2 separate regions of the Mus musculus genome follow, and region 1 is linked to region 2. A link is a contact called in public Hi-C data. All regions are on one chromosome and are shown on one strand. Each heading gives the region's core, a stretch centred on a gene start, on an enhancer-like site or on the middle of the called end of the contact. The rest is flanking DNA. Distances are from core to core; before and after follow the strand shown. Region 1 has its middle 120 kb from the start of Diras2. Region 2 holds the start of Diras2 (DIRAS family, GTP-binding RAS-like 2).

Region 1 (6,299 bases), core at 1,034-3,533, 110 kb after region 2:
ATGACACTCATGAGATTGTAGGTGGAAATGCACATGACTGGGGCATCCATGACACTCATGAGATTGTAGGTGGAAATGCACATGGCTGGGGCATCCATGACACTCATGAGATTGTAGGTGGAAATGCACATGACTGGGGCATCCATGACACTCATGAGATTGTAGGTGGAAATGCACATGGCTGGGGCATCCATGACACTCATGAGATTGTAGGTGGAAATGCACATGGCTGGGGCATCCATGACACTCATGAGATTGTAGGTGGAAATGCCTGTGCCTGAGGTACCCATGCTGCCTTTGCTGGGTGAGCTTCCTTTTGCCCAGTCGACTTTCATATCCACCCTTCCTCTCCTTGCAGGTATTCCAGGCACCCCACACAACCCTGTTTATTTTAAAGTAAAACACTAGATTATGTCTTAGTATTCCTGGATGCTTCAGAATGGCATACCTAATGTGGTCCCCTCCATCAGACTCCCTACCAGCACACCCCTTGAGGTAGTTCTCTCTTGCAAAGCAGATTCCTGTTTGCTTCCTGGCAGCCATCAGGTCTGTGTACACGGCCTGTGGTGCAGACTCGGGAAGAATGGTTCAGATCAGAACCCGAACTCTGGACAGGCAGTCCCAATTCCACCCTCTCTTCCTGGGTTACTTTATGTTGACTGAGTACCTCCTACTCACAGACATCTTGGTATGTAGCCATTACAGTTCCCATTGTCCTAGCTTGATTCCTGTCACACTGGTCCAGCCATTACGACCCAAAAGAAAAAGGGTTTTTAGGTTTGGAACAAATCACAGGAGATATGAGGCATAAAGAGCTCTGAATGTAAGTGAACAGGCAAAAATAAGCAACATATGAAATTATAGATTTGTAATTCTATATTCTATTGTAAAGTGCCGAGAACAACACTTACTATTCTTTCAGGGATCCAGACTCCTTCTCAGAACACACAAAACCACCTGTAACTCCAGTAGCAGGCGATGCAATGCTGACTTCTGATCTCCATGGGCACCAGCATGCATGTGTTCAGATGCACACACACACACACACACACACACACACACGCAACTTACAATTACTCAAGAACACCAAACCAGATTATTTCCCATCTATGTAGAAACTGACTAGTCTCTGAGGGGAGTCCCTCTGGTTGACACTCCTGAAGTCCATGGTGACATCACAAGGTTATTAATAAGGGCAGAGCCTCCAATGGCCAGAGCATTTTCAGAGAGCAGGAGTGGGGAGGGATGCTACCAGGTAATGGGTCCAAATCTCAGAGAGATCTAAAAGGTCGCTATCTCAGCTTCCATCGCTACTATGGGAGGGAGCACTCCCTGATATGGTTGTCCATGTCTTGCCAGCTATCAAGATGTCCATAGCCACAAACTGGCTCAGCTAGTGTGTGCTACAAAGAGTACAAGCTGAATGAGTACCGTTGGTGCATAGGAACAGCCAGTCCAAGAGGCCAGTTTCCTTTGACACATGCACATCTAGGTATGGCACACAATGCACATCTATCAATGACATGCAACACACATCCCAGCATAATAGACCTCAGAGCTGGGCACCACTTTCTCGTTTGTGGTCAGTCAAAGGTCTCTACATGGCCCACAAGAGCTTCCGTGCTTTCTGCGACTGCCAGGATACTCATTGCTGCCCTAGTGGGAGGGCAAATATGCCCTGTTTAAAGGACACTGGCTGTTTAACAGACATTGGCAAACCACAGAAAGCACGAGATCCCTGCCATGGAAGACGGAGGGAACTGATCCTTATCTCGGTAAACTAGTTTAACATTTAGAATGGTAACTTTAACCTAATTTCAGACAATAAAGGTCTGATGATAACTATTGGTATAATAGCAAGAACAGCACAGGCTATTCTCTTAAACACAGAAAAGGGTTGATGCTCAAACACCTTAGTCGTTAGCCTCACGTAGGAATGAGTAGGGGTCACATGCAGACATCAGGCACAGGGGACATCTTAGCCAGCATTTGGATCACAGGGGAATCATTTCAATGCATGTGACTTCTCCCCCTGGGCTCACAGCTAAGGCTCCAGAGCTACCTCTGTGATTTCCACCCAGAATATCCTTGTGGAACCTGTTTTTATGAGAAAGATCAACTGTCTAAAAATAAAGTTTGAAATAAAGAGTAGCTCAAAGCGATCATCTTCCAAGGTATTTATTTCCTGGGGAATAAATCCATGGCAATCTAAGCTCTGAACCATCTGGCCCTGCAGCTACGTTTCCAGGACATCAGATAACCAAGGGCTTAAGACTGCTGCCCAATCCAGTGAATTGCAAAGGACATTTTAATTGGAAATGGGCTTCCAAGCAGCTGTCATATATTAAGACAATGTGATTAGAAGCTTGGCTTGTAAGAGAAATGTCAGAGAAATTCACAGGAAGCCAGCCTCAAGCATCACTGCTTGCAGGAGGGGGCAGGGGGATGGGGTTGCTACATCATGTGACATCCTGACCAGCAGCACAGCTGCTTGTACTATGGATGCTACATGCCACATCCTCACTGGTGACACAAGGGTTCTGACTTATTCCTATGTTCATCTGGTGGCTAGATTCTGATTAACATTTCTGGAGGCTAAATTCTGATTAGCATTTCTAAGAAAAAGTCAGGAGGCCTCTGGGCTGGAACTGAAATGTAGCTGCAAGGGAACCGGAAACAGTTGTGGAGATAGAAGCCTGGGGCCAGAGCTTAGGAGTAGATAATAACTTGTGGTTCAGACCAATGCAAAGCCCTTTCCCCAATGCTTTCTTCTAGTTCTATAGTCTTAAGTTTTATGTGTATTATCCTTCATTTAGCTGAAGTTGATATTTGCTCTTGGTAGGGAGTGAGGGTCCAACTTCATTCTTTAGCCATGTAAGCCCAAGATTCCTCCTACACCATGTAATGAAATGGCTGGTGAGATGGATCAGTAGGTAGAGGGGTGTGCGGCTAAGCCTGGAAAGTTGAGTTTGATTTCTGGAGCACAGATGGTAAAAGGAGAGAACCAACTCCTGCAAGTTGTTCCCATGCACATGCCATGACATGCGTGCCCATGTGTGCCTAGTCAGATGCACATACAGATAAATAAAAATGCACTAAAAAATTAAAAATAAGTAAAGGACTCTACCCTTCCCAAACATGTGTTCTTAAAACCCTCATTGAAGATCAGCTGACATACACATTGATGTCTGGACTTCTTAACATGTAACACTGGCCTGCAGGTCTGCATTCGTACCATGCAGTTTTAATTTCTATAGCTTTATTACATAGTTCGACATTAGAAAACGAGAGGCCTTGATCCTTGTTTTTTCTCAAGATTGACCCTGGATCTTTTGCAGGTCAGCAGGAGTTAGAGGAATGATAGAAAGCCAATTGAGAATTATTACAGAAAGTCATTCGTCAATCAGATAGCCTTACAAATTCTAACTGCCTCCTAGGGCACAGAATGCAGAGGGGCAAATTTGGCAGCAAGGAGATGGCTTGGAATCCATGGATGGTTCGGTGTTTAAAGCACCCACTTTGTAAACACAAAGAGCTGAGCTTGATTGCCAGAATCCACAGACAAAAAACAGGCATTGTGGCACATGCCTGCCATCTCTATGCTGAGGGAAAGGAGGCAGATCCCAGGAGCTCATTGACTTGCAATCCTAGCCAAATTGGCAACTTGCATGCCTGTCTCAAAAAGATAAGGTGGATGGTGTCAGGGCTCACTACTCTCACTGTTTTGACGGGTATCCTAGCATCACCTCCTCTGTCCTTCAGTCCCTCTGTCTCTCCCTCCCTTAGGCCCACCCTCCCTCTCTTCCTCTCTTCTTCCCTCCCTTCCTCCCTCTCTTTCCTCCCTGTCCAGTCTCCACCCAGGTCCAACAATTTCTTGCTGGATCTCTAGCAATTCTGCAGGCTGAGTCCCAGTGCTTGTATTTCTTACTCATGATGCTTCAGTAGCCCTGAAATCACAGCTTCTCTTTTTGACTTATCTATTACACTGCAATCATCACTACACTGATTAAATTTAAAAAGAGATAAAACATGACAGCTTTGCAAGGGTAGACTGGTGGATACACTTCAGTTCTTAAAAATAATACATTTTAATCAATGGAGTAAATATTTTAAAGGATAAGTTTGTAACTGACACAATTTTTTACTTCTGTCTTCCCATAGGTAATACCTCACTGCCCAGCCAATCCTATTATTTATCTCTGGTGTGTGCCTGTAACCCATTCTTCTTCCCATGCCTGTGACCCAGAGCCAATAAGAAGTGATTTTCACAGACTTCCTTTGCCTAAACACCATTCCCTCTCTCTTTAGTTGTTTGGAAAACTCCTTCTACCTCTAGAGATGAACATGAAATAATAGATACTTGCCTTCTTCAGTGACAGCAAACAGTTGATTCCACTGTCCTGTTGCTATGGCAATGCTTGCTCTGTCCATAGGGACCTAAGTAGCTGATCCATGCCTACCATGTTGTCCTCAGTGAATGGCAGGAATTTTGTGTCATCTGCTTTCATACCCATTGCCCTGCTTTCAGTTTTGATTCCATGATAAATACCCTGACCAAAAAAACAAAACAAAAACAAAAACAAAACAAAAAACCAAAACCAACCAACCAACAAACAAAACAAACAAACAAATAAAAAACCACACAGGAGAGGAAGGGTTTATTTGGTTTACACTTCCAATTTACAGTCCATCATTTTGGGAAAGGTGAGGAAGGACTTAAACAGTCAGTCACATCACATCCATAGCTGAGAGCAAAGAGAAAAATATATGTATCGTTGTTTTCTTGCTCTCAGATATCTTTCTCCTCTCTTACACTGTTCAGGAACTCTGCCTAGGGAATGGTGCCACCCATAGTGGCAAGGTCTTCCTATGTCAAGTAACAATTGAAACAACCCTCCACAAACACGCCCACAAGCCAACTTGATCGGATAAGTCCCCATTACGATTCTAATCATAGGTGATTCTAGGTTGTGTCAAGTTGACAGTTAAAACTAATCAACACAGCGCTGGAGAGATAGCTCAGCAGTTTAAGAGTGCTTGCTGCTCTTATGGAGGACTGAAGTTTAGAGTCTAACAGTCACGTCAGCTACAACTCACAACTGCCTTTGACTCCAACGGCAGGGGATCCAGTATCCTCTTCTGATCTCCATAAATACACATAAACATGATAGATGTATGCATAAACACATAAATGAAAATAAAATAAATTTGACAAAACTAACCAACGTATCCAGTTATGGCACAATCAATGCATTTGATGTTAGAATGGAATTCATCACATCAACTACTGAATAGTAAGAAAGAGTTCAATTCTTAGCATGTTCTAATGGCTGACCTTTCAGGAAGGAAAGTAAGGGACACCATTTTCATAAACAGAAAAAATAAATCCAGAAACAGGAATATGATTATGTGTATGTATGTATATAAGAAACAGAGAGGAGAGAGAAGGAGAGAGAGAGAGAGAGAGAGAGAGAGAGAGAGAGAGAGAGAGAGCAAGAAAGAGGAAGAGTTATGTGTGTGTATACTGTATGTGTATGAATATATGTATGTATGTATGTTTGTGGTGTGTGTATGTATATGTGTATGTGAGTGTGTGAGTTTTGTGTGTATGTGAGTGTGTGTGCATATGCAATTGTGTGTGGTGTGTGTGAGTATGTATATGTGTGTGTGTGAGTGTGTGAGTATGTGTATGTATATGTGTGTGAGTGTATGAGGGTGTGTGTGTGTGAGTATATGTGTTGTGTATGTGTGTGAGTGTGTGTATATGTGTGTATGCAAGTATATGAGGCTGTGTGTATGTGTGTGTGTATGTGAGTATGTGAGTATATGTGTGTATATGTGAGTGTATGAGTATATGTGTATGTATGTGAGCATGTGAGGGTGTGTGTATGTGTGTGTGTGAGAGTATGTATGTGTATGTGTGAGTGTGTGTGTGTATGAGGGTGTGTATGTGTGACAGTATGTGTATGTGAGTGTATGAGTGTATGAGGGTGTGTATGTGTGAGAGTGTGTGTATGTGAGTGTGTGTGTGAGTGTGTGTATATGAGTGTGTGTGTGTGTGTGTGTATACTGATGCTGCTTCAGGAATATCACCCTCCTTACCTCCCTGTAGCTTCTAGCTGAGTATGGTTTCTCACCATCATGGAATAAATGGCAGTATATTAATTTCATTTCTTTTAATGTGGCCAAACACAATGCACACTGGCACAAACATGGCAGCAGGAGTGTGAGGTGCTGGTCACACCGTGCTCACACTCAGGAAGCAGAGAGAGACCAATGCTGCCACTCATCTGGCTTTC
Region 2 (6,641 bases), core at 592-3,091:
TCCCCTGTGTCCTCATAACTTTTCTCTTCCACTACCTCTGGTGGGTGGTAGGCTAGAAGGGAGGGAGAATCCTTATTAAAATAGGTTTAGAAAAAGACAGAGTCAGTCAATTCTTGGAACATATCATGAAACAATTTATGATGAATATATCACAAAGTTATAGAGGAAGAACAAGTTTAAAAAAAAAAAAGACAAGGTGGCCTTCATGTTAGGACATGATTAGAGAAAAACACACAGTTAGGGAACAGTATACAAATAAATCAAGTTCTAACATTATGTTTAACTAGGAAAAGGAAGAAAAAAAATGGAGCGAGCTGTCCCCTAATACTGTCTCTGGCTCTACAACTCTGGGATTACAAGAATGTCAAAATGTTAATTTTTTTTTTTTTTTTTGCATGCATGGGATCAAGCTCGGATTCTTGTGTGTGCTCCCCAAGTCCTGTAGCAACTGAGTCATCTCCACAGTCATACACAGACCTTCATAATGGAGAGACTGTGGACATGTGGACTTCCTGCTCACAGGCATATTCAAAGTAGGGCTACATTTGTGAAGGCCACTCTCAAATGGCCTTGTTAAAAATGGTCTACTCCCTTCTTATTTTAGTAGCCATAGCACTAAGGCCAGAGTCAAGCTGAACTAAGGAACAAAGATGTTATCTTAACTGTAAATAGTGAAAGCATATCTTAGGTAAGATTTCAAAACAAACAAACAAACAAACAAACATGTTTCCTGTGAATAGCAGGGCAGAGATTTGCTTTGCAAACCAACTTCAAAGGATTATATCCTCTGAAATTACAGGACTCCAGAACTTACCCAAACAGAAAAGTGACTATATTATAGCTTACAGAATCTGTAAGCTAAGCCTAATTTAGAAGATACAGGCCCCATTTTGTAATTCTTTTACCACATCACCAAAGGACAAAGATAAGGATAAAAAAAGAAAAAAAGAGTTTCCTCCAGCCATAGAGTGCAAGTATGATATAGGTAGATGTTCCTGTCCAGCGCTTACAAAATGTCAGTACAGCATATTCTCTCTCTCTCTCTCTCTCTCTCTCTCTCTCTCTCTCTCTCTCTCTCTCTCTCTCTCTCTCTCTCTCTCTCTCTGTTAATTCTTTGAAATGGTCATGAAAAGCTGCTGAGCAGCGTGGTCCCCCAAGCTTACCCAAAGAGGTGATGTCAGAGCCCTGTCCTGTTAAAACGCTTGAATTCTTGTAGTATGGTTGCCTTTCAGGCAGGGAATTTCTTGGCACCTCTAAGTGACAGGCTGTCTTGTGATTTAGCACATGTGACTACTATTGTCGACTTGACAGAATCTAGAGTCACCTGGAGACGGGCCTCAGGCTTGTGGGAGGAGAGATTATCTTGATTACTTAAGTGTTGTGCAAAGGCCGGTCTTGACTGTGGGCTAGACCATTCCTGGGTACAGGATCCTGGACTATACAAATTGATCTCGGTAGCAGCGTGCTTCCACAGTCGTCTAAGTTCTGATTACCGATGCGATGTGATCAGCCATTTCAAGATTTTTTTTTTCCTGCTTTGCTTTTTTACTCTGAACTATGAGCCAGAGCAAACCCAGTTTTCCTTAGCTTGTTTTTGTCACAGCTACAGGAACAGAAACCTTGCCCAGTGACCAAGTCTTATTGCGTGGTAAGCAGTGATTAAGTACACTAGGGTAGGAGCATAGTTTTAAACACAGGAATCCACTGTCCTTTCAACGGAATGATTTTTGATTCATTTAATTTTCAGAAAATTCTAGTCTCTTGTCATCTATTCCAGAAGCTTTCGGTAGAGGGCAGCTGAAGGCTCCCGGTGAAAAGCAGGCCACCGCAACGAGCAACCACTGTGCTTGCAGGAGCTTGAGGAGGGTGGAGCCGGAGGCCGGGAGGCTAGAGCCAGAGAGCACCGCGTGGGAGGACTGCACAGGGCCAGGCGCGCGTGCGGGCGGTGCAGGGAGCGGTGCTGGAGGTTGTAAGGCTGTGCAGAGAGCTCGGGCGGGTGCATAAGGCAGAGAGGGGCAGACAGAGAGGGGCAGCACAGGGGGCAGGACGTTGCATTGGGCGTTGCACTGGAGGTGCAGGGCTCTGGACATTGCACTGGGGGTGCGGTGCACAGGGCGGTGCGGGGCGCAGGGCAGCTGACAGCGTCATCAGGCGGGAGCAGCGCGCACTCCGCCTCAGCAGCCACCGCATCGCGCTGCGCGCAGCGGGTCCCGGAGCTGCGCCTGGAGACCTGCGGCTCTGAGCCGGCTCTCCCCAGGTAAGCAAGCCACCACGGCTCTCGGCTGGAGCTGGATACAGCTCGCGGGTGCCCGGCGCTTTTGGCCAGTCCTGGGAGCCAGAGGAGCAGGATTACTCTCTGGGGCTGAAGATCAGTATGTATCCCAGGACTTGGAGAGGGGGACCAGCCAGCCTCATCCTGCATCCTTCCAGGAGGGGAGGGCGAGGACGAAGCCATAGCTCAGTTGGGAGAACGTTAGACTGAACACCTAACATTGCTTTGAAGGGGCAAAACCTCAGGGTCTTACCCAAGATTAGGGATCCCGTCCTAACAGGAGTTGCGGTTGGGGAAATTCTTTGACTGCAGGTATTCTAATGAATGCGGAAGATTCCATCGATTTAGGAAAAGTCTCCTAAAGAGGTACAGCTAGAGAAAGAAACATTCAGAGCCAAGAAGAAATGGCTAGGGGATTCCTGATGTTTGGATCCCAACCTCTAGACTTAACGCTCTGGAAAGGGACCCGCCCCAATGTCTCATTTCCTATTTTAAAGACCAGGCTTGGGATATCCACGGGACTCCCCTTCTTCTCCCGGTGGGAGCTCAGGCAAGTCTCAGCATCTAGTCCAGGCAGAAGAACGTGGGTCTCCATCAGAGGACAATGACAGCTGGCTGCCCAAGGGTTGGACTTCCCCACCCTGCTTTGCGATTCCATGTCCCAGTTCATATTCTTTGGGGTTGGGGGATCTTTGGAACTGGACACCACACATCTCGGTTGTTCCATGCCTTCAAAGGTGGAACACAGTATAACTTGGGTGGAGGAATCCGTGCCCAGCCAGCCTTGTTTAGGAATTCATTTCACATTTTGGTTCTTGTTAGCTTTTAATCGGGCCCCCGTGCATACTAGTTTATACTAGCAGAAGTTTTGTGATTTGCTTAAAAGAAAAAAAAACCCATAAAATATTATTTTAAATGACTATTTTCTAAGTAACAGCAAAAAAGCTGAAGTATTTTAGATCTCAGATCAGTCTAGATGTGTTCTTTCCCACTGGCATTTGGGTTCGAGGAGGTGGAGTGGGTGGTAGAGAAAAGGGAATAAAATTAGAATAAATTTAACAAATTTGTATGGGAATCATACTTTAAAAAAAGAAATTGTTGTTGCCTAAAATTGCAAACTATTCAGTTTTATCTGTGCCCTTCGAACTGGAGAGGGCCCTGAGCACAAGAAGACACAACACCCCCCGCACCCCCATCCCAAATATATCAGAGAAACAGAAGGTGGTACAGGTAGGAGGTCCGTTTGACTGAAGATTTTACATTTAGTGCAGGTGGCTGTCCCTGGAGAACCCAGGCAAGGAGCGGGGAGAGGCAGGGCTGACACAGACTGTAGCCAGGCTCCGAATCCTGTTCAGTTTTCTTGTGTTGGGGACCCGTGTGTAGGGCTTATACAGGAACCCCCAGAAGCTTTTTCATGAGTGCCTTAGCAGGGTGCTCTGGAGGCTTCAGACTCACAGTTTGAAAGGCAAGCTGGGCAGGGAGGGGACTCCAGCAGCTGGCTAGCAACCAGCCTTGTCAACAGAACTATTTCAGCCTGAGAAGGGCAGGCGGGGACCTTGCTACCGGCTTCCCATATGTGTCCCGTTTTCTACGGCACACGGCATTCTATACTTCCCTAGAAACAACTTATTCTAGCAACAAATGGTGGGCATCCGATGGGGACAGACAAAACCTCTGAAAAACTAATGGGGCTCTTTTTATCAAGAAAGAAATATACCTTCTTGTAGTCGAAAATATATTGTAGTCCAACCAAGGGATGGTTGACATGTTGAATTCAGTCAATGGCTTTAGATAAAAGGCATCGTGTGTCCAAGACGAATGCACCATGCTCTTGTACCAGGGAGTTTCTGTTTGACAGTGAGAGAATTTGGTTGCCTCCGCTGTGCTGAAAGTACTCAGCCAGCACTTCCTTCTCAACGAAGCTAACCAGTATCCCATTCTCTTTCGCAAGCCAGCTCCAACCTGCCTATTGATCATCCGTGCTTCTGGAGAGAGCACATTGGCCATGGACAGGTGTCCTTTTCAGGGCTAAACTGATTGCTATGACATTAATTGATTTGGGTAACGATTTTTCCAGGAAACAGCTGATCTATCAAAAGTGAAGATGATGGCTTTCCATGTTGTCAAAATTGCTCTGTGTGTGTGTGTGTGTGTGTGTGTGTGTGTGTACATGCAGGTACCCATGGGTGCATCTGGACACATGTGCACATGCTTGTGTACATCTGCACACATGTGCACACACATGTGCATTAATTAGAATGGTGACCAGAATCATTACCAAGGGTCTTCTTTGGTGGCATTCTTACTTAACCTAGAGCTCGGCGTTTGATTAAGTCTCTGGCCGATGAGTCCCAGGGACTCTCCTGACTCTGATGCCTCAGTAGCAGACATGAGCTGTTGTGCCTGGCTCTTTTATATGGATGCCATGGACATGAACTCAGGTTTATTTTCTTCCACGGCGAGTGCTATACTGACCAAGCCAACCAAGCTGTCTCTTCAGCCCTGGTGGCCTTTTAAAAGTTAAGTTTACAAATGCCTGCACACAGCAGGCAAGAACATAACATCATCTATTTGCTTCCAAATAATGCTTTAGTTTTTGATTACCCGGCAGGCAAGTTCTCTTCCTTGACCTGGTGAGACGTTTTTTGAAGGGATGGGAGCAGATGTCCCCTCTCTCTTCCTTGCTGTTGCTTCTGATGAAGCTCTGGAGAGAGATTTTGTACAGTCCTCACCCTGGGGCAGCAAGTGCTGTCCTGTAAACCAGTGCTGTCCAGTTGACACATGATAGGAGTGCTCCATGCATAATTCAGATTGGGTGATTAGTCACCTCAGAAGAGAAAGAGGAGCGGGGAAATCAATTTTAGTGTTTCCATATTTAACATTTCATATATTAAAACCCACCACTTAAAGGTATAGTCAGTATAAAAACACCAATACTCTTTTTTTTCCCTCTTTTTCTTTCCCCATACTAGATCTTAGACTCACAAGACATTTCAATACAGATCAGGTAGTCCGTGTGGCCAGGGGATGTTAAAAGCTAAAAGGGGCCCACGAAATGGCTTAGTGGATAAGGGTTACCACTACCAAGGCTATTGACTCAAGGTCAACCCTGAGACTTGCATGGTGGAAAAAGAGAACCAGTTCTTGCATGCTCTTTTCTGACCTCCAAACATTCACCTTCACACATCCCTCCACGTATACAAAATAAATTAAATGTAACAAAATATAAAATAATAAAAATAATAATGAAAGTTAAAATGTCAGGGTCCATGGCCAATTTAAGGCCATTACAAATAAACAAATGAGTCTCATTGATGTGAGACTGGGCTCTTCTTTCTTTGCAGAAATCTGAGCCTCTTCACTTCTCTCTGTGTGTGTGCATGGGCCAAGTGTGTATATATGTATGTGCCTGTGTGTATATATGCATACATGTATGCAGAGGCTAGAGGATCATGTCAGGAGTTCTTATTTATTGGCACAGAGTCTCTTGCTGAGCCTGGAGCTCACTGACTGACTAGATTAGCTGCTGTCAAACCCCAAGACTCCACCTGTCTCTACTTCTTCAGCACTGGGCTTACAAATGCGCACCACGTTCTGGCTTTCTATGACACTGGGCATCAAATTCAGGTCCTGTTTACACAACAGCCCTGTACTGACTGAGATGTCTACCCAGCTCTCTTATTTATTTCTTTGCCAGTAAATAAAGAGGACTAGCTCAAATAATTGCTCTGATTCTATGAGAATTAGCTGTCTGCATCCAGTCTTCCTGGAGAGTCTGCTGTTGCAGAATAGGCACCAATTTCTGTCCCAAGGTACTGGCCTGGATTTGCTTAAGTCAAGTTTCATATTCAAGTTCCTTTACTGAGAAAGTACCAGTAAACTCATGGGTAAGCTCGTGACCACTGGGCAAGCAGTGACATGCTATGTGGCTAGACATTCTTCTGTCTCTGACCTAGGCGTGCTGTCACCAGTCTGAATATTATCAGTGTTTAAAGCTGCTTGTTTTTATGCCGCCAGACAAGGCTTGTATGAAATGTAACTCTCCACACTTCACTAATGCAACCTGCTTGTAACTTGAAGCCAAGTCGTGAGTGACTTGAAAGGGAGGAAGGGTGTCAGGGTAGTTCTGCAGGCCAGTCAGGGTTGGAGAGGCACCTCCTGACGCCATTGGGTTCTCTGGCTCAGAATTCATCATGGCGGACTTTGAATGAGAACAGCGTTTTGTGTCAAAGGATTTCAGGCAAAAAAATTCTCAAGGCTAGTTAATGTCTGGCAAGGGACTATTTTTCTTAGAAAACGGGGACATTGGGGAACTTTCCACCAGGGCACATCCACACGTCCACACATCTGGATACCTACAAGTCCACAT

The links. A called contact is a pair of places that touch in the nucleus more often than the background predicts.
Region 1: a contact with region 2 is called in a Hi-C map of the N1E-115 cell line, with 4 times the contacts expected there. The contact joins the enhancer-like site here to the promoter of Diras2 in region 2. A contact is called at or near these places in 3 of 39 promoter capture datasets (embryonic stem cells and hippocampal neurons), 3 of 484 Hi-C or Micro-C datasets (the N1E-115 cell line, embryonic fibroblasts and embryonic stem cells) and 4 of 9 other capture datasets (adipose tissue, embryonic stem cells, macrophages and 1 more).

Annotation. Positions count from the first base shown.
Region 1 is chr13:52,412,580-52,418,878 of GRCm38.p6, reverse strand. No RefSeq gene overlaps it. Among named protein-coding and RNA genes, the nearest start is that of Diras2, 120 kb to the left of the region's middle. Within about 2 kb of position 2,283, at least 3 of the 459 cell types and tissues checked have an H3K27ac peak or open chromatin away from gene starts, as enhancers often do. A contact at or near this core is called in the N1E-115 cell line, where this site is marked.
Region 2 is chr13:52,526,036-52,532,676 of GRCm38.p6, reverse strand. Diras2 (DIRAS family, GTP-binding RAS-like 2) reads left to right here and starts at 1,841. Exons shown (of 2, transcript NM_001024474.2): 1 at 1,841-2,257.